7 separate regions of the Mus musculus genome follow, and regions 1, 2, 3, 4, 5 and 6 are each linked to region 7. A link is a contact called in public promoter capture Hi-C data. All regions are on one chromosome and are shown on one strand. The core of a region is the stretch at or near the end of the contact, and the rest is flanking DNA. Distances in the headings are between cores, read along the strand shown.

The links. Promoter capture Hi-C pulls out the DNA fragments that hold promoters and counts their contacts. Capture Hi-C pulls out chosen DNA fragments and counts their contacts.
Region 1: a promoter capture Hi-C map of liver shows a contact between it and region 7, with 3 times the contacts expected there. The contact joins the promoter of Rmdn3 here to the promoter of Cdan1 in region 7. A contact is called at or near these places in 2 of 39 promoter capture datasets (both in liver) and 1 of 9 other capture datasets (adipose tissue).
Region 2: a promoter capture Hi-C map of liver shows a contact between it and region 7, with 7 times the contacts expected there. The contact joins the promoter of Zfyve19 here to the promoter of Cdan1 in region 7. A contact is called at or near these places in 1 of 39 promoter capture datasets (liver), 1 of 115 datasets of contacts at active chromatin or transcription factors (embryonic forebrain) and 2 of 9 other capture datasets (adipose tissue and liver).
Region 3: a promoter capture Hi-C map of liver shows a contact between it and region 7, with 2.9 times the contacts expected there. The contact joins the promoter of Inafm2 here to the promoter of Cdan1 in region 7.
Region 4: a promoter capture Hi-C map of liver shows a contact between it and region 7, with 4 times the contacts expected there. The contact joins the promoter of Dll4 here to the promoter of Cdan1 in region 7. A contact is called at or near these places in 2 of 39 promoter capture datasets (both in liver).
Region 5: a promoter capture Hi-C map of pre-B cells shows a contact between it and region 7, with 2.7 times the contacts expected there. The contact joins the promoter of Ppp1r14d here to the promoter of Cdan1 in region 7.
Region 6: a contact with region 7 is called in a promoter capture Hi-C map of adipose tissue, with 3 times the contacts expected there. The contact joins the promoter of Vps18 here to the promoter of Cdan1 in region 7. A contact is called at or near these places in 2 of 39 promoter capture datasets (liver and pre-B cells), 1 of 115 datasets of contacts at active chromatin or transcription factors (microglia) and 1 of 9 other capture datasets (adipose tissue).

What each region holds. Positions count from the first base shown.
Region 1 is chr2:119,155,431-119,158,865 of GRCm38.p6, forward strand. Rmdn3 (regulator of microtubule dynamics 3) reads right to left here and starts at 1,604. Exons shown (of 13, transcript NM_001033136.3): 1 at 1,477-1,604; 2 at 928-1,121. The coding sequence starts at 1,114.
Region 2 is chr2:119,207,444-119,211,078 of GRCm38.p6, forward strand. Zfyve19 (zinc finger, FYVE domain containing 19) reads left to right here and starts at 1,277. Exons shown (of 11, transcript NM_028054.3): 1 at 1,277-1,740; 2 at 3,039-3,160; 3 at 3,338-3,388. The coding sequence starts at 1,687. It overlaps Dnajc17 (DnaJ heat shock protein family (Hsp40) member C17), which reads right to left and starts at 1,352. Exons shown (of 11, transcript NM_139139.2): 1 at 1,245-1,352. The coding sequence starts at 1,322.
Region 3 is chr2:118,743,844-118,747,072 of GRCm38.p6, forward strand. It overlaps Inafm2 (InaF motif containing 2), which reads left to right and starts at 1,915. Exons shown (of 1, transcript NM_001301269.1): 1 at 1,915-3,229. The coding sequence starts at 2,272. The coding sequence ends at 2,730.
Region 4 is chr2:119,323,577-119,327,163 of GRCm38.p6, forward strand. It overlaps Dll4 (delta like canonical Notch ligand 4), which reads left to right and starts at 2,208. Exons shown (of 11, transcript NM_019454.3): 1 at 2,208-2,630; 2 at 2,739-3,011; 3 at 3,487-3,544. The coding sequence starts at 2,565. It overlaps Gm14207 (predicted gene 14207), which reads right to left and starts at 2,621. Exons shown (of 4, transcript NR_030683.1): 1 at 2,405-2,621; 2 at 1,592-1,753; 3 at 1,269-1,400.
Region 5 is chr2:119,227,720-119,231,153 of GRCm38.p6, forward strand. It overlaps Ppp1r14d (protein phosphatase 1, regulatory inhibitor subunit 14D), which reads right to left and starts at 2,146. Exons shown (of 4, transcript NM_028104.4): 1 at 1,823-2,146. The coding sequence starts at 2,080.
Region 6 is chr2:119,286,720-119,290,294 of GRCm38.p6, forward strand. Vps18 (VPS18 CORVET/HOPS core subunit) reads left to right here and starts at 2,023. Exons shown (of 5, transcript NM_172269.3): 1 at 2,023-2,411; 2 at 3,434-3,575. The coding sequence starts at 2,321.
Region 7 is chr2:120,730,113-120,733,703 of GRCm38.p6, forward strand. Cdan1 (congenital dyserythropoietic anemia, type I (human)) reads right to left here and starts at 1,405. Exons shown (of 28, transcript NM_026891.2): 1 at 1,300-1,405; 2 at 590-1,080; 3 at 187-393. The coding sequence starts at 1,389. Ttbk2 (tau tubulin kinase 2) reads right to left here. Exons shown (of 16, transcript NM_001024856.2): 16 at 2,704-3,591.

The DNA.
Region 1 (3,435 bases), core at 354-2,853, 1.6 Mb before region 7:
ACCAAGGAAGATAACTAGAATGCGTAGGCTTTCTCCCATCCTCATGGGAGGCCAGACAACTGCTAAAACATAACAAATGAGCAAAGTACAAGTGAGGAGAAAGCCAGGTCACTGGCCCTGCCACGTTACCACTATGTTATCAGACGCTGACAGCTGCAACCTAGGGTGATAAGTGCGCAGACACTCTTGCAGAACTCACATTCCCAGTTAGCACTGAATCAGAAGATATATGAGTGCAGTGGTCACAGAAAACATTTCCAATCAGCACGGAACGAGGGGGGCTACACGAGCCTCTGTCACCCAAATAAGGGGAGCGATTCAAAGCCCCAGCTGCTCTGCTTAAATGACTTAACCTGAAGACTTTTTACAAAACGAAATCCATTTCATCTGTCACTGCTGGCTTTCAACCATTTGGCTTGAGTTGCATGAATGTGCTCTCAGCCTGTGCTGTGGAAAGTCCACTGGACCAGACGACTGGGTCCAGCTTTACCTCTTACTCTGTAACAACCTCGAGAAAGTTACACAATCCCTATGAATCTTTCTTCATAAAAGGGATTTTTCAAACTTGGATTACTCTCCAAACACGACTTCATATCTGGATACATATATTCACGCCACCAGAACTTTTAATTCCAATGAGATTATTTCTTTTTCCTTCTTTCAGACTCTTCCTCTGTCAAACACACCCCTCACCCAGCACTTCTCAAATGCCCTCCGTACACATTCATGGGCGCGACCAGAACTAAAAGTGAAAGCTACAGTCCTGCACCAAGCTTTCCTGGAATCGGAGGAAAGGGCACAGCTTTCCTTTTTGGTGAGTTTTTCCTAAAACTGTGAAACTCAGCCTTTCCACTGCCCCGCCATCCTGCTCTGCGAAAGACAGCCCGAGCCCCAGTGCCATCAGTAAGTTATGACCTGTGCTCTTACCCTGGCGTCCACGCTCTGAAGCCTGCGCATAGTCCAGGGAGTTGGGCAGACTGTGACTCCGGCCATGGCGCTGGGTCCGTTTCCATCGCTGGCTGTAAAGGACGCACAGGAATCCAAGGCCGGCGGCAGTACCAAGTAACAGTCCCAACCCGGCGCGGGAGCCGCCCAGGGCCCCCAGTCTAGACATAGTGTACCTGCAGCCCGCGTAAGAAACAGGAGCGAACCGAGAGAGAGTCATGAGGCCGGCCCTCCACCCCCGAGGCAGAACCCGTTAGCCACGGCCTCACCCAGGTCCGGCCGGACGGTGCCGCAGCCCCCGGCTCACCCAGGTCCAGCCCGCGGGTGCCGCAGCCCCCGGCGCAGACGGACGCCCTGCCAAGAGGCAGCAGCGCCGGTCCAACGCGCCCCTGCCCAGTGCAGTCCGGCTTCCGCGCCCCTGGCCTCCCAACACCCTGTACGTGACAACCTCGCAGCCGGCTGCACACTCTCGGCCTTCCGGCGCCCCCCGAAGCCACGCTGGGCCCGCAGGAGACCAACTCAGACCCTTACCCAGCCACCAGCCACCATGGCAGCAGCAGGCACCGCGCTTTCACTCTGTCAATGATTTTGACGTCCTTAATCCGCGCCACCTGCTCCGCGCACGGTGAGACGCGCGTGGAGATGACGCACGAGGCTCTGCCTCCCACCCGGGTTCTGTGGGCGGGGCTACATCGGCGAATGGACGCTGTGCGGTTACCGGGGCCGCGAAGGTGGGTTGGGCTGTCTAGTGTCCGAGCCTCTGGGTGGACTTTACCCGGTGCTACGGCCAGAATGTGCTCCGCAAATCTCACGCTGCTTATACCTGGAAGATGCCACCACCCCCACCTCTTCTTAACACTGGCTTTATTTTCAGCTGAGTCGTTTACCGATTTTTCCAGTCAAACCCCAAACAACAGCGCCACTGCTAGATGAAATTGGAGTAAGTTGTTGGTTATCGATAAGATGTCCCTACATCGCTGGGACTCCTACAAGTTTTCAAAAATCCTCTTCAAGCCAGGGCCCCTGGACCAGGAGGATCATTGCGAGTTCGAATCTAATCAGGACTGTATAGTCTACAGAGCAAGCTTCAGGACAGCCAGGGCTCCACAGAGAAACTGGGTCTGATACATACCATTTCTGCTATCTTTGCTTTGTATGTTGCTGCTTTATTAAGTCAGGGGATCACTATATAGCCCAGACTGGCAAGTGCTGTGCCACTGAACCACATCATCAAACTTTTTTTTTTTTATTTTGAGGAGGGGGGACTTTTAAATTTTGAGACCAGACCTCAAGTTGCTGAAGTTAGCTTTGAATTCGCTCTGTAGCACAGAGAGACCTCGATCTTGTGAGCCTTCTGAACCCCAACTCTGCCAAAAGCTGGGATATGGTCTTTGTCATAAAGCCAAGCTTTGGCGTCTCTGGCCTTCTGCTTTGGCCTTCCAAATTCAAGACTACAGATTTGTCTGCCTCCAAATGTATTCATATATAAATGAATATAATATAAAGTATCTCACCATTTTAAGATAGACACAGGTTTTAGAGGACTTAGATAATCCCACTGTCTCTTTTTTTTTCAAAGATTTATTTATTTATTTTATGTATATGAGTACACTCTAGATGTCTTCAGACAGCACCAGAAGAGGGGATCAAAATCCATCACAGATGGTTGTGGTGAGCCACCATGTGGTTGCTGGGTATTGAACTCAGGACATCTGGAAAAGCAGTCAGTGCTCTTAACCACTGAGCCATCTCTCCAGCCCTCCACTGTCTTTTTTGTTTCTTGGTTTGAGTTTTTGTTTTGGGTTGGTTGGTTTGTTTGTTGAGATGGGGTTTTTCTGTATGGTGCTGGCTGCTTTAGAACTAACTCTCTCTCTCTCTCTCTCTCTCTCTCTCTCTCTCTCTCTCTCTCTAAGATTTATTTATTTATTATATGTAAGTACACTGTAGCTGTCCTCAGCTACTCCAGAAGAGGGCATCAGATTTCATTATGGATGGTTGTGAGCCACCATGTGGTTGCTGGGATTTGAACTTGGGACCTTCGGAAGAGCAGGTGACGCTCTTAACCACTGAGCCATCTTGCCAGCCCCTAGAACTCTCTTTGTAGACCAGGAGGGTCTTGAACTCACAGCAATCCACCTGCCGCTGTCTTAAACATTTATTATTAAATGTTATTAAACATTTGTTTAATCCCAGCATTTGGGAGGCAGAGGCAGGCAGATTTCTGAGTTCAAGGCCAGCCTGGTCTACAGAGGGAATTCCAGGACAGCCAGGGCTATACAGAGAAACCCTGTCTCGATAAATAAATAAATAAATAAATAAATAACATTTATTAAATTATTAAATGTTATTAAACTGTTATTAAACATTTTGGAGCCAGGCTGGTAGTAGTGGCACATGTCTTTAATCCCAGCACTTAGAAGGCAGAGACAGGTGGATTTCTGAGTTCGAGGCCAGCCTGGTCTACAGAGTGAGTTCCAGGACAGCCAAAGC
Region 2 (3,635 bases), core at 27-2,526, 1.5 Mb before region 7:
GGAGGCAGAGGCAGGTGGATTTCTGAGTTCCAGGTCAGCCTGGTCTACAGAGTGAGTTCCAGGACAGCCAGGGCTGCAAAGAGAAAGCCTGTGCTTTACGAGTATTTATTTCTACATCCATTTTTGACTTCAGCCAAATCTTCAGGAAGCTTTCTGAGCAGGATGACCACAACTTTACTGAAGAATCCAATCACCCTGATTTTCTGCCCCAGAGCACTCTTTCTGACACTCAAGCATTGGACAAGCAGTCCAGAAGTATAAGAGCATTGATAAGATCTCTTGCTGGGCGGTGGTGGTGCATGCCTTTAATCCCAGTACTGGGGAGGCAGAGGCAGGCGGATTTCTGAGTTCGAGGCCAGCCTGGTCTATAAAGTGAGTTCCAGGACTGCCAGGGCTATACAGAGAAACCCTGTCTCGAAAAAATAAATAAATAAAAAGGATCTCTTCCCCCCCCCCACCTTAAACACGTTAAGACAGCTGACCTTAAACTCCACAAGAAACTGAAGTTGACCTTAAATTCCTGATTCTCCTCCCTCCAGCGCCCAAGTGCATTACAGGCTTGGATCACTATGCCCAGCCCGGTGGGCATTACTTTTTATCCAATGAACTCCCCTGCGTGTACTGTCACTATTGCCACCACAATCTAAGAGTAAATAACAGAAACCTTAAGTACAGCACTTGAGATAAGTGGACCCCCACACCACCTGCTTTAACCTTCTGATCCTCTTGTTTAACCCGCTAAGCAGCACGCACTGACAACATTGGAACATCTGATACTTAAAAAGAGGAAAAGAAAACTGAGGCCTCTAGGTTCTAGGCCTCAACGTCAAATCCAGAAAAAGAAGAGGGGCTGAGGGGAGGAGTTAGAGCCTAGAGACTTTTCTTCCTAGGATCCCCCTGAAGTTAAAACAGACTAAAACCAAACACCTCCAGACAGACAGGTAAAACGTTCAGCGTACAAACTGATGCTGCGCAGGCGCAAAAAAGCAGGCCTGGGCTCTCAGGTTCAACCGGCCTCCAAACAGTGTGGCAGAAGGGACAGCACGGTCACACAGTTCAGAGTTCTCAATGCCTCCCTCCCTAACCCAGTCCTCAAGCCTTTCAGGAAGTGCCCGGAGGCCCCCTTTTTAGTCATTGGCCGTCCCTCGCTCCGGGTCCAGGATAGGGCGGAGCATAGAAAGCCGGAGCCAGGCGCGCGCCCTGACGCGAGGACCGAAGAACTGCTTTGCCTATCAAGTTCTCACCTCTTTGTCTGCCGCCTTCTCCTCAATGCCGAGCAGCGCGTACAGATCCATTTGTAAGAGCTCTTTGGTCACCGCCATGGTTCTAGTCCAAACTTGAATTGATACTACAACTCCCAGGAGTCTGAGCGTGTGCGTGGGCGCGGGGCTTACTCGCTCCGAGCCGGCCCAAAAGCGCGCTAAGCCTCCTGGGATGATGCCTTCCGATTCTCGTCTGACTGGCTGTGGAGGAGCGCGCTGCGGAGAATGAACTACGACTCCCAGCATGCCCCACTCCGCTGCCGCCCCGCCTTGGTGAGTGCAAAGTCAGAATTCTCCGCGCTGGGCCGCCCCTGGACAGCGCCGATGGGCGTGTGGGACTGGGCTGCACAACCTGAGGGTCTGAGAGGCCTACCCTGCGCTGGTGAGAGGCTAACCTACCAATTCTGCAGCGCCGAGAACTGCTATGGAGAGCAGGTGCTACGGCTGTGCTGTCAAGTTCACCCTCTTCAAGAAGGAGGCGAGTGTACTCCCAGAAAGCCGAAGGGCCAAGGGAGGACGCGGGGCGAAGGGAAGGGAGTTGCAGGCTAAAGACCGTTTGACGGCTTCTTTTCAGTTGTGTGGTTTTGATGAAGTAACCCGGTTAACCTCTCTGTAAAGTGGGTCGGATGCCCACCCGTTTCCGGGTTAAGATGATGGTCTGATGAGGTTCAGTGAGGTAAAAGCACTTCCTGCAAATCCCGATGACCTTAGTTCGAACCCCAGGACCCACATGGTGGAAGGAGAGAACTCCTGAAAGTTATTCTCTGATCTCCACACACATGCCATGATATGCATATGTCTGCACGCATACACTCACAAAGAAATAATGTAAATTAAGAAAATGTAAAGTAGCTTCGGTGAGGTGCTGTAGCTGAAAAGACCCTAGAAATTGTAAAGTTTCCAAAAGCTACACTTTTTTTTTAAATCTCCACCTACATTCTATCCACTCCCCTTCTCTCCATCTCTGTCTTTAAAGTCATCCCATGCATGCCGGTTGCTCTCTGTTCTGAAACCTGCCCCGTCCACAGCTTGCCCTTTTCTCCCCAGGGCACAATGAAAAAGCCTTCTTCTCAACCACATTCCCCTTGTGAGCTGCAAGGGAAGTAAATGGGACGAATTCATGGTGTATAGGATTGGAGCACTTACATATCAATTTTGGTGTCAGAGTTCAAATTTCAGCTGCCCTGTCTTATTCAAAGAATGATCTAATTGAACGGTCATGTAATTTCACTGGCCCCTGTTAAAATAGAGATAATACTGGTGGGCATCAGGATCAAATATGATGACGTATGTAAGTGATGATGGTTATAACAAATGATGAATTTTAAGGTGCAGGCTTAGTGCCTGGCACACACTAAGTACTTAATAATTGAAGCTATTGTTACAACCCTATCCTGAGGCGAACCTCCCACCATCTCTACCAGAACAGAGAAAGCACGGGATCTGCACCCAACTCTGATTCTTTTTGTTGACAAGCCAGGGACCTGACACACTGGGCCTTGTTTGTCTTTGCACTACACCCCCATGGTAAGAAATTGAAAATGGTAGAAAGCATGTGAATTTTGCCTGAAGTTTTATCTAATTTGAATAAGACTCCGGAAACAAGGAATTGCTGAACCCATCTCGGCCAGAACCCTAGGGATACCACTCTTCCTCCTTCCTTCAAAATCTGGTCACAACTTCACTTCCTTCTTTCTGTGAGTGCTTAGAGGGTCTCAGAGAAGAGCCATCGGGGCTGGGTGAGACATGCTTCCTCCTGCTTCCTGTTTCTTATAGTATGGCTGTAAGAATTGTGGCCGAGCCTTCTGTAACGGCTGTCTTAGCTTCAGCGCTCTGGTACCCCGGGCTGGCAACACACAACAGAAAGTCTGCAAGCAGTGCCACACAATCCTGACCAGGTGAGAGATGGGCTCTGACAAGGGTTCAGACAGACATGACAATAAGCATCTGGTCAGGCCTTGTGGCCTTGTGCGCCCTGGCCAGAGGTCTGCCTGGGAAGTATTTGGGGTAGAAATTACCAATGGGAAGGAGGGCAGGACTTCTGACACCATTGTCCTCTGATGTCCTTTCTCCAGAGGGTCTTCTGACAATGCTTCCAAGTGGTCACCACCTCAGAACTATAAGAAGTAAGTGCTGAGAAGAAGACAAGTGGGGCTGGGAAGAAACAAGGACACCACTACCACATCTCTCCTTCCAGTCTCCAGAGCAAATGGGTGCAGGGCAGAGAGAATGCCCACCTCCAGGCTCCTGGCTTCCCTCTTGGATCCTGAAAGCTGCTCATTAACCAGTTATCAGAAAAGGCATTTGGGAGCTCCTTCCCTGTCAGGCATACCCTCCTGCTGGTCATCTGGGTTAGGCTGTGGTACCACATGA
Region 3 (3,229 bases), core at 665-3,164, 2.0 Mb before region 7:
AAAGATTTAAGATCTTGTGTGAGATCTTAAACTGTAATTCACCTTGGGATGGTCCTACGATCAACCCCACCAGGAAGGCCAGAGAACAACTGAGAAAGGAGAAAAGGACATTTGATTGCAATTTTTGGACTTTAATACTACAGGCCACCTTCAAGACCTGCTCTGGCTGCTCCAGAACAGTACCCCGTCCCGCCCCCACCCCTGTGTGTGTCTCTCTCTCATACACACACACACACACACCACCACCACCACCACCACCACCACCACCACCACCACCACCTATCAATCCACAGAAGCCCATAAACACTAAACTCTCAATGTCCTTGTAATATCTCAGAAATTAAAAAGGCACGGTTTGCCAGGCAGTGGTGGCGCATGCCTTTAATCCCACACTTGGGAGGCAGAGGCAGGTGGATTTCGGAGTCCGAGGCCAGCCTGGTCTACAGAGTGAGTTCCAGGACAGCCAGGGCTACACAGAGAAATCCTGTCTCGAAAAACCAAACCAACCAACCAAACAAACAAAAAACAAACAAACAAAAGGCTCCTTGAAATAGTATTGGGTGGCCCATTGCTAGAGACACAGCCCCACCTGAGCCTCCAACCAGGACCAGATTAGAAACTTGTGGTTCGAAGCCCACTAGTACACTGCATTCTGGTAGCGCTTCCATGGGATGGAAAATTTGGGGAAGGGCTTGGATAAGGAAAGTCAAAGTCAAAGGAAAGGGAGAAGTGGAAAGGGCAGAGGGAGTCCTGCCCAAGAGGTTAGAAGTCAGTGGGGCCCTCGCAGAGGCCACGCCCCACCCCAACTACATCAGGACCACAGACCTTTCTCCTACTCAGACTCATAGTTCTCTAATCCACTGAGACATCCAGGCTGCTCACAAAGACAGTTTTGGGAACACAGGGAGAGTCAAGCAAGAGGCACCCAGAAATCAATCGCGGTGAATTACAAAGAGGAAATAGGGATGAAACAAGCAAAGGGGAAGAGGGTGAAAGTATAGAAAGGGTGGTACTAAGAGTCCCTGCGTGCAGAGGGGTGGCCGGCATCCAAAGGGCCCTAAGAGCAAAAAGGCTGAAGCCTGGAAGGAACAAGCCTCAATGGGAAAAGACAGTTCTCTACATCCTGGGGTTGAAGAGAATCAAAGAATGAAAACGCTGGGAGATGTCCTCCACCAGTTCAGTGCAGCCCCTTGGGTACAATTCGAGACCAGTCCTGAAAGTCAGAAGACCAGAAAGTAGGACCTGAGACCTGTTGTGGGATTTGAGATTATGCTGGCAGGTCAGCCTAAGAAACAAACTCAACCTTTGGCTCTTGTCCCTGTGGCTCACAGTAGTCTGACTCAAGGGTCCTAAGAGGACCCAATCAGGCAAGATTCGAGTGGTCTCGGAGTCCAGACCAACAGAAAAAAGGAAGCGAGACTGACTGCGGTGTGCGGGCGCCAGGTTCCCAGACCCGAACCAGGCTCTTTGGGGTGAAGGGATCTGGGACACTATCCCCTCACTATTCTAGAGCTACCCGAGAGCACAAGCTTAGTGTTAGCTCCACTTCGGAGACCCGGTGTAGGTGGGCCTGGTTAGTTCTCCCACCTACCATCTCCTAGCCTGGGCCATGTGAGGAGACGCCTGAGTTGACAGCTTTCTACGGAGCCTGCCCCTCCCTGCCACCTCCCGGTTCCGCACTCCCTCCCGCAAAGTGCCTTTCCCCCTTTAAAGAAGCTCCTGTCGCCCCTTTAAGGCCCAGCCTCCCTTAACTCTCTCTTAACTGGGCGTCCCCCACGGGGCCCACGATTCCCCGCCGCAGCCGCCTCCCAGCGCGGCACTTCCGGGCCCCTACATCGCCCTTTTAAGGGGCAGCCCCCCGGCAGCGCGCGGCCCCGCCCCCTGCACCGGCGCGCCCCGCGGGGGAGCCGGGCTAGAGCCGGAGCGCGCGGTCCGCGCGGCCACTGGAGACCAGGCGGCCGGCGGCCGGGCAGGCGGCGGCAGCGGCAGCGGATGGGGACGCGGAGTCGGGCGGCTGTGGCTGTGGCGGCGGCCGGGAAGCAGCTGGCGGGCCGGCGGCGGCGGCGGCGCTGGCGGCGGTGACGGGCCCAGGCCCCGGCGGCGGCAGCGACGCGGTGGCGGGCTGCGGGCGGGCGGCGTGAGGAGCAGCGGCGGAGCGCGGGGCCGCCGGGAAGCCAGGGCGCCGAGACGCCCCCTGCCCAGTCCTCGCAGGCCGCCAGGCCCCCTCCAGCCGGGGCCGTGGAGCACCGGGGCAAAGGCCGGGGCCCCCCCATGAAGGAGCGCGACGCGGCCCCGGCCGAGCGGGGCAAGCCGGCCACCTACACCGGGGACAAGAAGGCGAAGATGGCGGCCAAGACCAACAAGAAGTGGGTCCGGCTAGCCACGGTGTTCGCCTACGTGCTCTCCGTGTCGCTGGCCGCCATCGTACTGGCCGTCTACTACAGTCTCATCTGGCAGCCGGTGGGTGCCGGGACCTCGGGGGGAGCCGTCGGCCCGCCCCCCAGCGGCTCCAACACCACCGGCCCGTCTGGGACTTCGGGGGTGGCGGCGGGGCCCAACACCACCGGGTCGTCCCGCCGCGAGGCGCCACGCGACGCACCCCCGCTGCAGGCGGCGAGGCCGGCGCCCCCGGAGCCCGCTGCAGACAGCCCCCTGGCTGGGCCGCTCGAACGGCCGCGGGGGCTGGACGAGGACGAAGAGGAAGCGGCCGAAGAGCCCCGGAGTCGTTGAATCTCTCCGCGTTGGGGACGGTCGGGAATCATCGTCCCCTAAGCCCCCAAGCAGGACTTTGCAGCAGGACCGGCTCCGGAGCCCGCCGGAGTGACCCCTACGCGAGCGTACGCCCCCACACACCTCAGCGATCGCCAGTTTGCCCCGGGAGCCGGTAATGCACAACCGGATCTTCAGCCAAGGGACCACGATTCGCCGGGGACTCGGGGTTTGATCTTCCCAGCACCGTGCTGCGCCAGGGCCCTGAGCCATAAGGGGAACTGGGGGGGAGGGTGGAGAGAGCCTAGCACCCAGCCCTTCAGCGCTGCTAGCTCTGGTGTTTCCTAAACGCAGGGGGTGACTCGGGCGCCCCCTCCCCAAGACTCAGGGGAAGGTAGGGAGTTGTGTAGGGGCTCTTTTTTTTTTTTTTTTTTAAATAAGCCGAGGCTCTCCCAAAGAAGAGAGCACCAAAAGTAGCGGAGCTCAGGTACGTCAACCTAGTTGCAGTGGCCAGACATGC
Region 4 (3,587 bases), core at 958-3,457, 1.4 Mb before region 7:
GGTGGTGTTCCGAAGAGGAATATTGTAATAGGTGCTTCTGGTAAAAAGAGAGAGAGAAAAAATGAACACTTTTTCCTTCTTAGGTCAGAAATTTTATAAGTGGGTGATTTGTCCATTTCTGAGGAAAATGGTGATTCCAACTTTTGTTTGGCCCTTCACTATTTGCCAAATATTTTGGCATACTAATGTGTATGAGGGTAGGCCACTTCCAAAATAATAGATATCCCGTGTGGGAGTCTCCCTTGAGAGTCAAGCAAGTGCCCGCGTTAGAGTTTCTACTAACTCCCAGGCTAGGATTTTGAGATGAAAACTGTTAGATGAAAACCATTAGAGTCAGGTGGGGTTGCAAGCCCAGCTCCAAGGAGAGAGAGGGAGCACCCTCTGGCACTCCAGGCAGGTCTACGGTGCAAAGAGGATGCAGACAGAGAGGATTTGGAAGTCCACTTGCCAGGACCGCCGGGAGGTACGCCCCGAGCTCCCCGTCCCTCGGGCCTGGGACTCGGCTTGCCCATAACCTACATTAACTCGCTAGTGCAGCCTGGGCCCATCTGCCGGCCCCCGCCTCACCTCGGTTCCCCACGCCAACCCGCTCGCGCCAGATGGTGGCTGGGAGGGGTGGCCGTGCGTGGGGGACCCCGGAGCCTGTCGCCTCACCTCACCCCACCCCCCACCCCACGCTCACAACCTCATGTTTCTTACCCCCCCCCAATTCTCCATCACCACCACCCAAGTCAAAATATCAGACCATGTTCGTCATTGGCAGCTGTTGGGTTCCACTTCCCCCTACCACGGCCTCCCTGGGGCTGGAGCCGCGTCCCTGCTCCCCTCAACCCCCGCCCGCACTGATCTTATCGTCCGACCATAGCCAGCAATCACCACGCGGGAGGGCTGACAGCTGAAGCCACAGGGCCCCCACCGCTCTCACTGTAGGAGAGAGAGAGAGAGAGAGAGAGAGAGAGAGAGAGAGAGAGAGAGAGAGAGAGAGAGAGAGAGAGAGAGAGAGAGAGAGAGAGAGAGAGAGAGAGAGAAATCTAGCACCCCCCAAAACTGGGAGAAGCCAGCCCTCCCCGGTCTGCAGCCTCGGGGGAGCACGACGGGTTCTGGGAAAGCAGCTGCAGGGTTTGCGCTCGGAGGCCACCCGGGAGAGGCGCGCGTGTGACATGGGTGAAACCACCCGAAACTCAAACAACTCTATGCGCCTCCAGTTCCACCCTACATCCTGCCCTATGCAGAGAGATCTAGACCTGATCAGCCTCAAGCTCTCTCACCTTGCCTCTCAAGTGGCCCAAGGAAATTCTGGAATTAAGAAAGTTTCCTCCCTACTCCAGCGGAGCTAGGGGACGCGGGTGGGGGCCAGGATGAGGATATGGAGACCAAGCGCGACCCAGGTGAGATAGGCACTGAGGGAAAAGACTAGAACCTCATTACCATACAGCTGAGGACCCCCCCCCCACTTCGAGAACCACGCCCCCCACCTCTCTTTCGAACCTCTAGTCCTGGCTCTAGCACGAGCCAGGAGGGAGTGGGGGTGGGGGACAAAGAGAGAAGGCACGCGCTGGGCACGCCCTGCTGCTTGAGGTGACACGCCTACCAGGTGCAGAGAAGACCAGAGTCCTAGACGCTTGGCCCTTTGCCTTGCTTGGAATAGCCAGGGAAAGGTTAAGGCGTCGGATGGCTTCCCTGCGGTGCTGGGGACGCGTGGAGGGTGGGCACACATAGGCTGGAGGCCAGCGAGGCAGGAGCTACCTAAAGTCTGGAAAGGAAAGGGAGATCCAAATCCCCTGGTCCTGCTTTTTGCTTTCCTAGTTTAAGCTTTCCCCACCTGCTAGAGGACTGTAGGTATCTAATGCCTGGATCAGGTGCACCGCCTACGGGGACCCCTTAGAGTTTCCACCCCCTGGACCATTCGGGAACCACCTCACCTCCCGCCGCATCACTGGGCTACCCTCCTATCCTCTGGTGGCGAGGGTCTCAGCCTTTAAGCAGACGATCTCTAAGGACTGCTCGCCGGGCACGCGCAGAGCTGGAAGCCCAGAAGTTGGAAGAGGGGCGGGGACCTGCGCCCTACTGGCTGGCTGACAGGGGGAGCGGCGGGGGCGGAGGCCCCCTCCGGTGGGTGCTGGGACTGTAGCCACTAGAGGCCTGGAGGGGAGGGGAGAGTGACCGTGAGTCTGTCTGACTGACAGGCTGCGAAGAGCAGCCAATATATATAAGAAAGGCTCTGGAGCAAGCAGGTTTCAGTAGCGGCGCTGCTCGCAGGCTAGGAACCCGAGGCCAAGAGCTGCAGCCAAAGTCACTTGGGTGCAGTGTACTCCCTCACTAGCCCGCTCGAGACCCTAGGATTTGCTCCAGGACACGTACTTAGAGCAGCCACCGCCCAGTCGCCCTCACCTGGATTACCTACCGAGGCATCGAGCAGCGGAGTTTTTGAGAAGGCGACAAGGGAGCAGCGTCCCGAGGGGAATCAGCTTTTCAGGAACTCGGCTGGCAGACGGGACTTGCGGGAGAGCGACATCCCTAACAAGCAGATTCGGAGTCCCGGAGTGGAGAGGACACCCCAAGGGATGACGCCTGCGTCCCGGAGCGCCTGTCGCTGGGCGCTACTGCTGCTGGCGGTACTGTGGCCGCAGGTAATGTCTCACGTCCTCTCCGCCCCCTCCCGCAGCGCTCCGGGCTTGCGCCCCGGCCCCGGCTGAGCCTGACCGCTCTCCTCCCTCCTTCTCTCGGTCCCTGTGCAGCAGCGCGCTGCGGGCTCCGGCATCTTCCAGCTGCGGCTGCAGGAGTTCGTCAACCAGCGCGGTATGCTGGCCAATGGGCAGTCCTGCGAACCGGGCTGCCGGACTTTCTTCCGCATCTGCCTTAAGCACTTCCAGGCAACCTTCTCCGAGGGACCCTGCACCTTTGGCAATGTCTCCACGCCGGTATTGGGCACCAACTCCTTCGTCGTCAGGGACAAGAATAGCGGCAGTGGTCGCAACCCTCTGCAGTTGCCCTTCAATTTCACCTGGCCGGTAAGCACAACTTAAATGCACCGGGAGATAACCGAAGGGAAAGAAGGGAGCGCCGGGACACCAGAGCTCCTTTCCAAAGCGCTCTCTGGAGAGCCCCAAGGGCTCTTTCTCTTCTGCCCCCGCCCCCCTGTTCTCTCATAGGATCATCCCGGAGAGGCTTTGGTTAGTCTTTCCTCCCAGTTTCTTCCCTTTCCTTCTCCCCAATTCTTGGGATACGAATTTCATTACCAAACCCCCAACGCGGCGCCGCCCGCCCACCCCCCGGCTCTCACTTACACTCCCGCATCCCTCATCCCTCCCCTGCCTTCTCAGCTCGCGCGCAGCGCTGCGCGAACACCAGTTATGTTGAGCCGAGCTCCGTAACTATATCCTGCAATTAGATTAATTAAACAGGCTGCTGCGAGGCACCCCCTCCTTTCCCTCCCTGCTGATATCGCTATCTCTAATGTCCCCCACCCCCCCTTTTGCTTCCCAGGGAACCTTCTCACTCAACATCCAAGCTTGGCACACACCGGGAGACGACCTGCGGCCAGGTGAGTATCTAACTTCTCGGCCACAGGGGGGCGACATCACACA
Region 5 (3,434 bases), core at 896-3,395, 1.5 Mb before region 7:
GGGCACATTACAATATGGCTCCCACCCTCATCCTCACCTTGTAAAGTGGGTTCTTTGGCTGCTGCCTTCCTCAGTTGCTTGGGAGGACTTGCCCTGAGATGTCTGAAATATGAGACATTTTGTTCAAGGGCACATGAAACCCTTTGAAACAGAAACTTAGCCAGTGGGGAGGAGCTGGAAGTAGTAAAGTGGGGGTGGCTGGAGGTGCCCTGCAATACCAGAGTAGACAGGGAACAAGAAAGCTTACTTCTCTAGCTCCTAGCTCTGAAGCATCTCTCTACTCTCTACAAGCAGGCGAAGGATGCTTCAGCAGACCAGCCATGTATGCTAGACAGGCACAGGACATAGTGAGCTGCGACACTGAGCAGGCCCCATCAGTCATCCTTTCTACTCTCATAGCAGGACAGCTGACAGGCCTCACTTGCAAGACTCACAGGCCTGAACACAGGACCCAAAGAAGGAAAGAAGGGGGAGGGAGGGAGGGAGGGAGGGAGGAAGGAAGGAAGGAAGGAAGGAAGGAAGGAAGGAAGGAAGGAAGGAAGGAAGGAAGGAAGGAAGAAGGGAAGGAGGGCAGAAGAAGACAAACACTCATGTGAACAATGAGAACTCCTGGTCTCGTGGATTAGTCTCTGGGAACCAACCATGGGGCTTATACCCACACGGTAGTAGATTAAATTCCCATTGGCTGGCTGTTCTAGTAAGTACCCAAACTTTCTAGCCAGGGGCCAAACTATAGTTCTAGTCCATGGTTCCCTAGCTGCATGACTTTGAACAAGTCACTTATGTATTCCAGTAGCCTTGAATTAACTAAGTAACTGAGGACGACTGTGAATTTCTTACCCTCGCCCCCAGCTTCTACCTCCCGTAAGAATGTGCTGCCATGAACCACGTAGGCTATGCCGATGTTGGGTATCAGCCAAGGCTTCATCCAAACACTCTACCCACTGAGCTGCATCTGCAAACCTGAGTCTCAACTCTCAGCTGTAAGCCAGCAGCTACCCACTGGAGCTTGGGGGAGGGTTAAATCAAATAATGCATGTCCAGGCTTCGCACTGTGGCTAAGACATTGTAAAGAAGTCAAAACCTTATTCCTGATGGAGCAGTTGCTCCTGCTCTGGGGTCAGAGTTGACAGAGTCTAAGTGAGAAACTATTTACTACTTGCCCTGTGACCAGGGGCAAGATCCATCCTTCCCGGGGCTGAGGTTGAGGAAAGGCAGCCGGAGCCACACAGTGCAAGCCAGGGGAGGTCACTGTGTCAGTGTTCTCACTGTCTAGCTCTGCACTGCCCATCCTGAGATAGTGGGGCTGGTCCACATCTGTGCTGACAATATGGCACACGAGACCATCAGCACTTTAACCATTTCTATGTGACTTGGGATCTAAATTTTGAATTTCATCTCATCTTAATTCATTTAAAACTAAAAGCCATACTTGTACTGATAGGGACAGTATTGGACAATGTGGCTTTACGCATGGACGTACATTGAAGAGACATAAAACAACAGAGTCTAGTCAAGCATTTACTCTTCAACTGTCATTTAAATCTCAGAAAGTCTTAGCAAAGAGATATATCAGGCATGGACAGCCCCATTATACAGCTCAGAAACCGAGTCTAGGACATTCCCAGAAATGAAATCAGGCCTTTTCCATAGCACAAAGGGGTTACTGAGGTGGTTGAGACTTCTCTTCCATCTGAAGAAGCATGCTCCGTTTCATATCAGCCCTCCAGCCGCCCTGGAAGTCTCTGAGGAAGCTCTCAGAACCTCAGGACCCAAGCCCAGATCCATCCACAGTCTCCAGCAGCCCCCTCAAGCTACCCACCTGGAAGAGTTCCTGGACCTGAGCATCTACCCACTGCTCCATCTCCAGCCAGCGCTGCAGATGACCCCGGTCATACTTCACCGTCAGCCGGCTGGGTCTCCGGGACCTGGGCAACTTAGAAATGTCCAAGTGAGTCTTTGACTCTGAGTCTGTGGACGATGCCCTCCTTCTCTTCTCAGAAGCCCAGTGGACCTTCTTGTCTGGGTTGTCTGTGCCAGGGCTGGGAGATGTACAGGAAGCAGGGCTTGAAGACAGCATGGAGAGATCAGACTGTGCAAGGTGCTGGGAGAAACTGCCAGTCTAGGCAAGAGAATAGAGGGAAATGAGGGGACAGAGAATGGAGGGAGAGGCCCACAAGGAAGAAAGGAGGTGGGAAGAGGGCCAAGGCTCTTGGGAGGGGCAGGGGTCAAAGATCAATAGGTCTCTAGTTAGTGCCGGGAATGAACTTCCTAGCCTCTCTCTGCCAGCCAGTGGCATTCAGAGCCATATCCCAGCCTCCATTCTGCAGCTGCTGGAGCCCACAGTAACATAAACCTCAAACAAGCAAATGTCAAGAGGCTAGCAAGCCTTGAGAAGAGGAAGAAGGAGCCTTTGAGTGCTGAAGGGTGTGGGGCTCCCACCTGTCTTCCGGGATAGCTCTAGACATACGGTGACTAGGCTCAATCAACTGAAGTCCCTCAGCATCCAATCTTCTAGGAACTAGATAGTCTATTGCAGGCCTGAGCAGCTGTGGTCGGATAATTCTGGTTCCTGCAGGGGTAGGATTCCTCCTCAAGGTGAGGAGCCACCGAGGGCAATCTCAGCCAGTGGATAGAGTTCACAGATGGCTACTTCTGTCCTGTGTCTGGGTGTGTCTGGATATTGGCTTTGCTGCTGTGATTGTTAAAGGCAGATTTATGCAGCCTGGCCTACAAGACCTGTTGTCATTCTTAGAAGCCAAGTTTATGGTCATGTGACCCTCCCCTGATTCAGCTTCTTCCTGATAAAAGACACCTTCAGACCTGACTTCACATAGGAATCCTGGACTGGTAAACAAGCTTGCCATTTAAAAGTACTTTCATTATTCAGTCCTTTATAAGAAAAAATTTAAATAACTTAATGTGGTTCATTTTGTCTTGTTTTTCGTTTTAATGAACAGCTCAGAAAAACAGATAGAAAGAAAGAAAGAAAGAAAGAAAGAAAGAAAGAAAGAAAGAAAGAAAGAAAGAAAGGAAGGAAGGAAGGAAGGAAGGAAGGAAGGAAGGAAGGAAGGAAGGAAGGAAGGAAGGAAGGAAGAAAGAAATTTTCTCCCTTCTCCAGATGTAACCCCCAACTCCTACCATCATTTTTGGCTTTAGTTCTCTTGAGATAATGACTGTCCTTTTATGTGGTACCATCTGGTGTGTGTGTGTGTCTCGGTACATGCTGAGGAAGCTCTACTACTGATCAATAGCTGATTGTACTTTGGGTCTTTTACATGTTAATTAAAAACATATGGGCTGGAGAGATGGCTCAGTGGTTAAGAACACTGACTACTCTTCCAGAGGTCCTGAGTTCAACTCCCACCCAGCAATCACATGGTGACTTACAACCATCTGTAATGGGATCTGATGCCCTCTTCTGGTGTGTCTGA
Region 6 (3,575 bases), core at 773-3,272, 1.4 Mb before region 7:
AACCTTCTCTGTATTGTTTCAATCTTTTAGTATGTATGCTACTATAACATGCCCCCCCCACTGCTCTCTCTTATTCTCTTATAATTTTATTTATTTATTTATTTATTTATTTATTTATTTATTTATTTATTATCTATATTTATTTATTGTTTTTTTTTTTTTCCGAGACAGGGTTTCTCTGTGTAGCCCTGGCTGTCCTGGAACTGACTCTGTAGACCAGGCTGGCCTCGAACTCAGAAATCCACCTGCCTCTGCCTCCTGAGTGCTGGGATTAAAGGCGTGCCCCACCACTGCCCGGCTTCTTTTATAATTTTGACCTTGAGATTCTAACCCTCCTATTCCCACTTCCTGACTGCTGGGACCATAGTCACCATACCTAGTTCTGTGCTGTGCTGAGGGCCTCATCCTATGAAACTAAACAAACCCTCTTGTCTGCCAAGTAAGCTAGATCCATAGTCTCCAATTTCATTAAAATCTAAACCTTTTCAATTCAACAGCAAATCCAAGGCTGAGGATGGAGCCCACGATGTAGCACTCACACAGTATCTGTGAGGCGCTGGGTTTGATTCTTCGGGTCTGGATCTTAATTTAGTCAACAATCCGCTATTAAATACTAGTAATATTTAAACACAAACTCACCACTCAGTGATTTGTATAACATCCGACTGTCCGCACACCGTTAAGAGATTTTTTTTTTCTCATTTTATAAATGTAGAAACTGAGCCATGAGAGAGTTCGTTTATGCAAATGTCTAATAAACATTCACTAGTTAGTTATTGGTGACTGCCCTGGAGCAGGTTACAGGTAAAGCTGGGGTTCCCCAGTAAGTTCCCTAGCAGTGCCCTGAGCTCAGTCATGTGACCTCCACCCCCTCTCATTTGGCTCCTCCTCTGTTCCCACCAGCCAGGTCTCCAGCTGTCCCCACACTCTCCTTCATCTGCCTGCCATACCTAACCTGTCACTAGGTCTCTGGTGCCTTCCTCTGAGATGGTCTCCCACTTCCCAGCTCTCTCTCTCCCGGATGGATACATAAGGCCTGTCTTCTGCCTCAGGTCTCATGTCCTTTTCAAACACCTGCTTCCCAGTACCAACATCAGATCTTATCCCCAGTTATAGCCTCCAGTGGATCACACGATAGCTTCCACAGTCTGCCCAAGGCCAGCCCCGCTTCCTCTCCACCCCATTACACGGCTTATAGGGTTTCGCTCGTGACTTTCCTGAAGACTATATATAACCCCCTTTTCTTTTTCTGATACTAGGGCTTGATCCTAAGGCTTCCCACATGCTAGACAAGGACAGTCAACATCACTCAACGTATAGAGTGCCTGGAAGTAGCCTGCTTCAGTTTTCCCGGTGACCCTTGCCTCTCCCCCTACACTAAGGAGCTACTATGAGGCAGCTTACTTAACCTGGCCATTGCGTTGTCAATTTCTTTCTGTTTTGTTTTCTGGGGGTCTGTAGCCCAGTCCTTAGTAATCCTCCTGCCTCAGCCTTCCCACTGCTGGAGATTAAATTTTGTATGGTTTTCTTTTTGCGGTGTAAGGAAAAAAAAAAAAAATCCAGGTCTTATACCCGCTGGGCAAGGTGCTTATGCACCACTGAGCCACACTTGTGACCCATTCAGCTACTTCCTCTGGAAGCTAGGGGGCCCTGGGGTGAAAGAAGGGACACTCAGACTGTTCTGCCTGTGCCTGTGAAGGTGGACTGAGGCAGCAATTCGATTGAGGAACAGGAGGTAGTGTGACAGATGGAGGAGCACCGCCGGCCTTTCAGTGACAGTCTGAGGGAGTGAAGTCTGAGCTGCGGAAGCCTAGGATCCGCGCAAGCCTGTTACTGGACGCCGCTGGGAAATCCCGGGCTGCCTCCTAGCGCCAACATGAGGAACTGCAGCAGCAGGGTGGCCCGCAAGCGCTCCTCCCCCGCCGCGCCGAGTCTCCGACAACGCCTCCTTGTGGAGGCTCAGGTGCCCAGGACTCCAGTTAACACTCGCGGCTGAAAAACCCGGAAGCACGTCATAAGCACGCGTCACGGGGGCGGGAGTCAGCTGAGCTGCCTGGGCGAGGTTGTGATTACCTGGGATCTGCTAAGGGGAGCCTATAATCTCTTGGGACTGGAGCTGGGGTGCAAAGCTGCGCCATGGACTAGTTGGGGCTCCTCGATCGTCTCGTCCTTCACAGAGAAAGCGAAAAGGGCCCCAGAATTTTTAAAAGGTTCTCAGGATCTGTCAGACGCTGGGGAAGCACAACTTGCAAATCCAGGACGACCGGGGTCCCAGTTGTGACCCCCAGCCCCCAGATCAGAGATCCAGAACTTGATTGCCATGGCGTCCATCCTGGATGAGTACGAGGACTCATTGTCCCGCTCGGCCGTCTTGCAGACTGGTTGCCCTAGCGTGGGCATCCCCCATTCTGGTAAGTTAGAAGAGGCCGCCTCTGCCCCTTTCTGTTATGGTAGCATTTACGGGGGAGAGAAGCTCTAGAGCTTGCAGCGTGTGTTTAGGATCTAAGCCCCAGGCCTTTCTTGTCTTGCCCAGCTTGTCATTGGTCGAAGTTTGAAAGAGCCACAGGAACAGCCTCGTGATCTAGGCCTTAACTCAAAGGTCCTTCAAAAGAGGGAACTTGGGCTCAGATAAGGAAGTACTTGTTACTTTTGTCTATAGGCTGCAGTTGGGAGAACTGAATATAGGTTCCAGGCTTCTGTGTCTTGTTCTATGGATTTTTTTTAAAGCTTTTGGAGTCTGTGTATGTGTTCGTTCCCACCAGACTTCATCTTGAGGTAGCAGAGGAGGCAGAATGAGCACTGAACTTGGTGGAACGTGAATGTTATAAGTGAAGGAGGGTCGATCCAAAAGGGAATTTTGTTACTGAACAGGAACAATGGAGATGATTGTCCCGGGGTAAAGCTGGCTGCAGTTTAGAGTGTAGGAGAGCAGCGCAGGGTTACCCACACTATGATGATATTGCAGCGGACTATCGAGAAAGCAACTGTAGCCTATGAACTGGACTGATAGGACTGGGTTCCCAGAACTCTCTACATACAATGGAGACTCACTGAACCATACTGTGTGGACAGCAAGGAAGGGACTTTAGTTTCTCTTGGCCAAAGACCATAAGGGAGAATGCCAAAACCATCCTCCCTGTACTGTCTCCCCCCACCCCCGTTACCACTGGGAACGTGCATATCATGATACAACCTCATCTCAGGCACAGAGAACCAATCCCTTACTACTGTCACAAGTGTGGGAAGAGCCCAGGACCCTTCCAATAAAGACAACCAGAAAACTATTTCATGTTGAACTCTTTATGAACCAAGACCCTGTGGGTAGGAATATACTTGGGAAGCAGAAGTATCAGCTAACACTGGGGTTTCTCTGGGTTTCTGGGTGCCTCACCCCCCTCTGGACGCCTTTTTCTCTTGTCTTCCCCACCTATAGGGTATGTAAGTGCCCACCTGGAGAAGGAGGTGCCCATCTTCACCAAGCAGCGGGTTGACTTCACCCCCTCGGAGCGGATCACTAGCCTCGTGGTCTCCTGCAATCAGCTCTGCATGAGCCTGGGCAAGGATACACTGCTCCG
Region 7 (3,591 bases), core at 155-2,654:
AGGAGATGTCATGATTAATCAGCCTGGCTTTACCAGCGACATTCACATTCAGGTTCTGCCAGAGAAGACATCAACAGCCCAAGAAGCAAACCCAGAATCCCGAAGGGAGAAATCAAGTTCAGGAAAAATCCCTGCAAGTCCCGCATAAGGAGGAAGTTGACATCCCAGGTGGCGGCAAAGCCATACCGCGCCTTCCTGAGCATCTCCCGCTCCTCTTGCAGACTTCTGCACCCTGGGGGAAGGCCAAGGCCCCAAGGGCTAGTGTCCAGGGTTGAGGGTTGGGAACTGGGGACACAGCTGATTGGGGGTGAGGTGAAGCAGGTCTTGGGCTTGGACAGTGACCGCTCTTCGCTCACCGGAGTTGGGTTGATCCTTCGAGAAGGCTTCGTTCTGCTGAGAGTAGTCACAGTTTTTTGTTTTTTTCCAATTTTCTATCTTCAAGCATCATTCCATCCATAACAGTTGGGCCCCTTTTAAACCCTCCCCCATTGTGGTTTCTTCACCCTCAACCTTCTAACCATCGCGCACTCTACTGTGGGGCACCAAGCTCGGCTTTAGCGAACATCTTGCAATAAGGACCGATTCTCACCCTGCAGAGCCCGGAGGAACGGTGCCTACGGGAGGGAACTCCTCCAAGTTGCTGAGGTTTGGCGGATCAGAGAGCGACAGTCTGGGGCTGCCAGGGCTGCCTGAGCCCTTAGGCTTCCGGCCTCCGGCCCAAGGCGGGCTCTCGCCACTCGCCCCCTCCTCCGCGGCCCCGGAGCCCCGACCGCCTCGTTCGCGGGACGGCCCCGGTCCCGGACCCCGCCTGCGGCCCGCACGGCGGGCCAGAGGTGCCTCGGCGGCGGCGCTGAGGGGCTCGGCTGCAGGGAAAAGCTGGCTGCGCGCCCCACGGCCACCCCGTGCCGGGGCCCCCTGCCTCGCTGGCAAGGCTGCCGAGGCGACTGGGGTCTTGGCGGGGGTTGAGGGGCCCTGCGGGAGGACCCGGCTGCTCTGCTCCCTCAGGAAGTTCAGCAGGAACGGCACGAATTCCTTCCGCAGAGGCCGAAGTGCGCTCAGAGCGGCCACCTCGGAGCTATCCTGAGGAAGAAGCAGAGGTCGCGGGGCGAGAGCGTCAGCTGACAGCGCGGGCCGTCAGCGGCTGAGGCCGCAGGGTGGGCGGCCCGGCAGCGGCGCGCAGAGGAGCGAGCGCCCTTGGCGCGGGCCGTCAGGCAGGGCAGGCTGGGAGAAGGGACTGAAGCATCATCCCCCGCGGGAAGCACATTCCAGGCAGGCTTGAGGGCGTGTCCGCACTGTTACCTCCGAACTCGGGGTGCTGCGCGCGATCCACCGCACGGCGGCTGCGACCGGCACCTCTTCGCGCAGCAGCGACTCTAAAACGGCCGCCATCCCTGTGCAGGCGCTCTGAGGCTACTGAGCAGGCGCACTCGCGCCACGGGCAGCCGGGAGGGGCGGAGCCGGCGACCGGGATCGACCGTTGGACGACGGGGCGGGTCCTTGAGGGGTGGGGCTCTGGCGGCCCGGGAAGATCTGCCCAGCCAGCCAGGCCTGCAGGGCGGCGAGGCGCCTTTCTCTGATTTCCTGGCCCCTGGAGCAATGTGATAAGATGAACTGCCTGAGGAGACCCGGGTCTGAAAGAGGGACCAGACAGGAAAAGTGACCAACTCTAAGAGACCAGCCTATGAGACCAGACACCTGTCATAAGCACAGCCTTAGACCATGACTGTAGAGCTTTTTGAGTCACTCCCTCCTCAACCAAAATAAAGTGAGTAACCTTGTGTTTTGACCTTTTTGTTTTTTCTGAGACATGATTTCTCTGTATAGCCTGGCCACTCTGTAGACCAGGCTGACTTCGACCTCATAGATTATCTTGCCTTTGCTTCCGGAGTGCTGGGATTAAAGGGGTGCGCCCGGCCTACTTAGCTCCCCACCCCTTCCCCTCTTTTACTCAAAAGGCTGACTCTTTACCATTGGCCAACTTTTTCATCAACTGACAATTGAGGACAGAGTTCATGCTGAGGCATGTTATAAAATCATCAAATGTCCATCAGACTTGTATTGAATCCCTTACGTATTGTATTAAAGAGTTTACAGCAGGGGAATATCTCAACTTCTTTTACTTGAGAGGTCAGGATTCATGATTAGCTTCTGGAAGAGTATGGCATTCCTAGACACACTCCCCCGACCCTCCTCCACACACACTGGCTGGTTAACCCTCTGGCTACACTTCCTGTCAGGTCCCTTATTTTGAAAAATATAATAGGCTTTCGGATGATACTCCTTAGTAAAAGGAAAGAAAAAAAAATCAAGATATAGGATCTATAGTTTCCTCCAAAACAAAGTAGCAGTGTATTGGCCCTGTGTTCCTCTCATTCAAAGGAAGACCACTTGGTGATAGGCAGTAGATGGAGCAGGAATCCCTCTAGCATACTGCCAAGGAGAAGAAAAGGGAGTTTTGAAAACTTAATTCTGTGCTGGATTTAGTGGATGCTTGCAATCCCAGTGCTTGGCAGGCAGAGACAGAAGAATATCAAAGTCAGCTTGAACACGCACGTCAGACCCCTGAACCCTGGTGTTCACCTAGCGTCTAAGTTAGCCAAAATGGCCTTCTCTTGGTTGTCTGTCACTTCTGTAACACTTTAGTAGTTTAGGAAATAGTTTTCACTTTTTGAAATCCAAACCATCACACAAATAGCACTAAAGTTTGCATGCGGACTGAATGTTTTATTACTAGATTATAAAAATAAAATACAAAATAATTTTAAAACAGAACTTAAAACACTGTACAAAGCTTTAATATGGTACAAATGAGAAAATTAAATAAATAATTACACTTTTATGTACAGATGGCCTATACAAAAGCACTGCATGTTTTTCAATACTCTATGCCCATGGTTGCCTGAGCAAAAACACATAAAGGGAAGATGCTTGAAGGAGAAAGGATACAATGTAACACATTGAAAAGAACTTCAAAGAGCAATTTCGCATCTCATTAAGAGGAGGACAGCAGAACATTGACTTATTTCTCTTGTTCAGTAAGAGAATTCGGGTTATGACTAAGTTTGATAACATTTGCCAGTAATAATTTATGAACTCATTATATCTAATACAAAATGAGATGTGCCTCCTTTTCTGAAAAACTTGGAATCTGTAAATAAATGATCTGATTAAATAGATGCCATTTAGGAAAGGTGTCAAAGGAGAATGAGAACTGTGCATCAGGGAACAGCAAAGTGGCTCGAGCCCAGGCCATCAGATCTGTCTACTCATCCAATCCAACAATCCAATCTCTCTTACCTAAGATTTTGTTTCTGCCTTTCCCCTCCCCCCTATTTTGAGACAGGGTCTCATAGAGCCTAAGTTAGCTTCGAACTCATTATTCAGCTCATTATGTATGACCTTCAACTCCTGTTCCTGCCCTTACCTCTTCAATGTTGAGATTATAGGCATATACCACCAAAATCTAGGAAATCCAATCCAATTTCAAAGTCCTGAGTGGCCCAGTGCTACATTTCCTTTGTCTTAAAAAGAAGATCTATTTCCTATATTTTAATTTCTTAATTATCTTAGAGAACTAATTTCATTGATTTA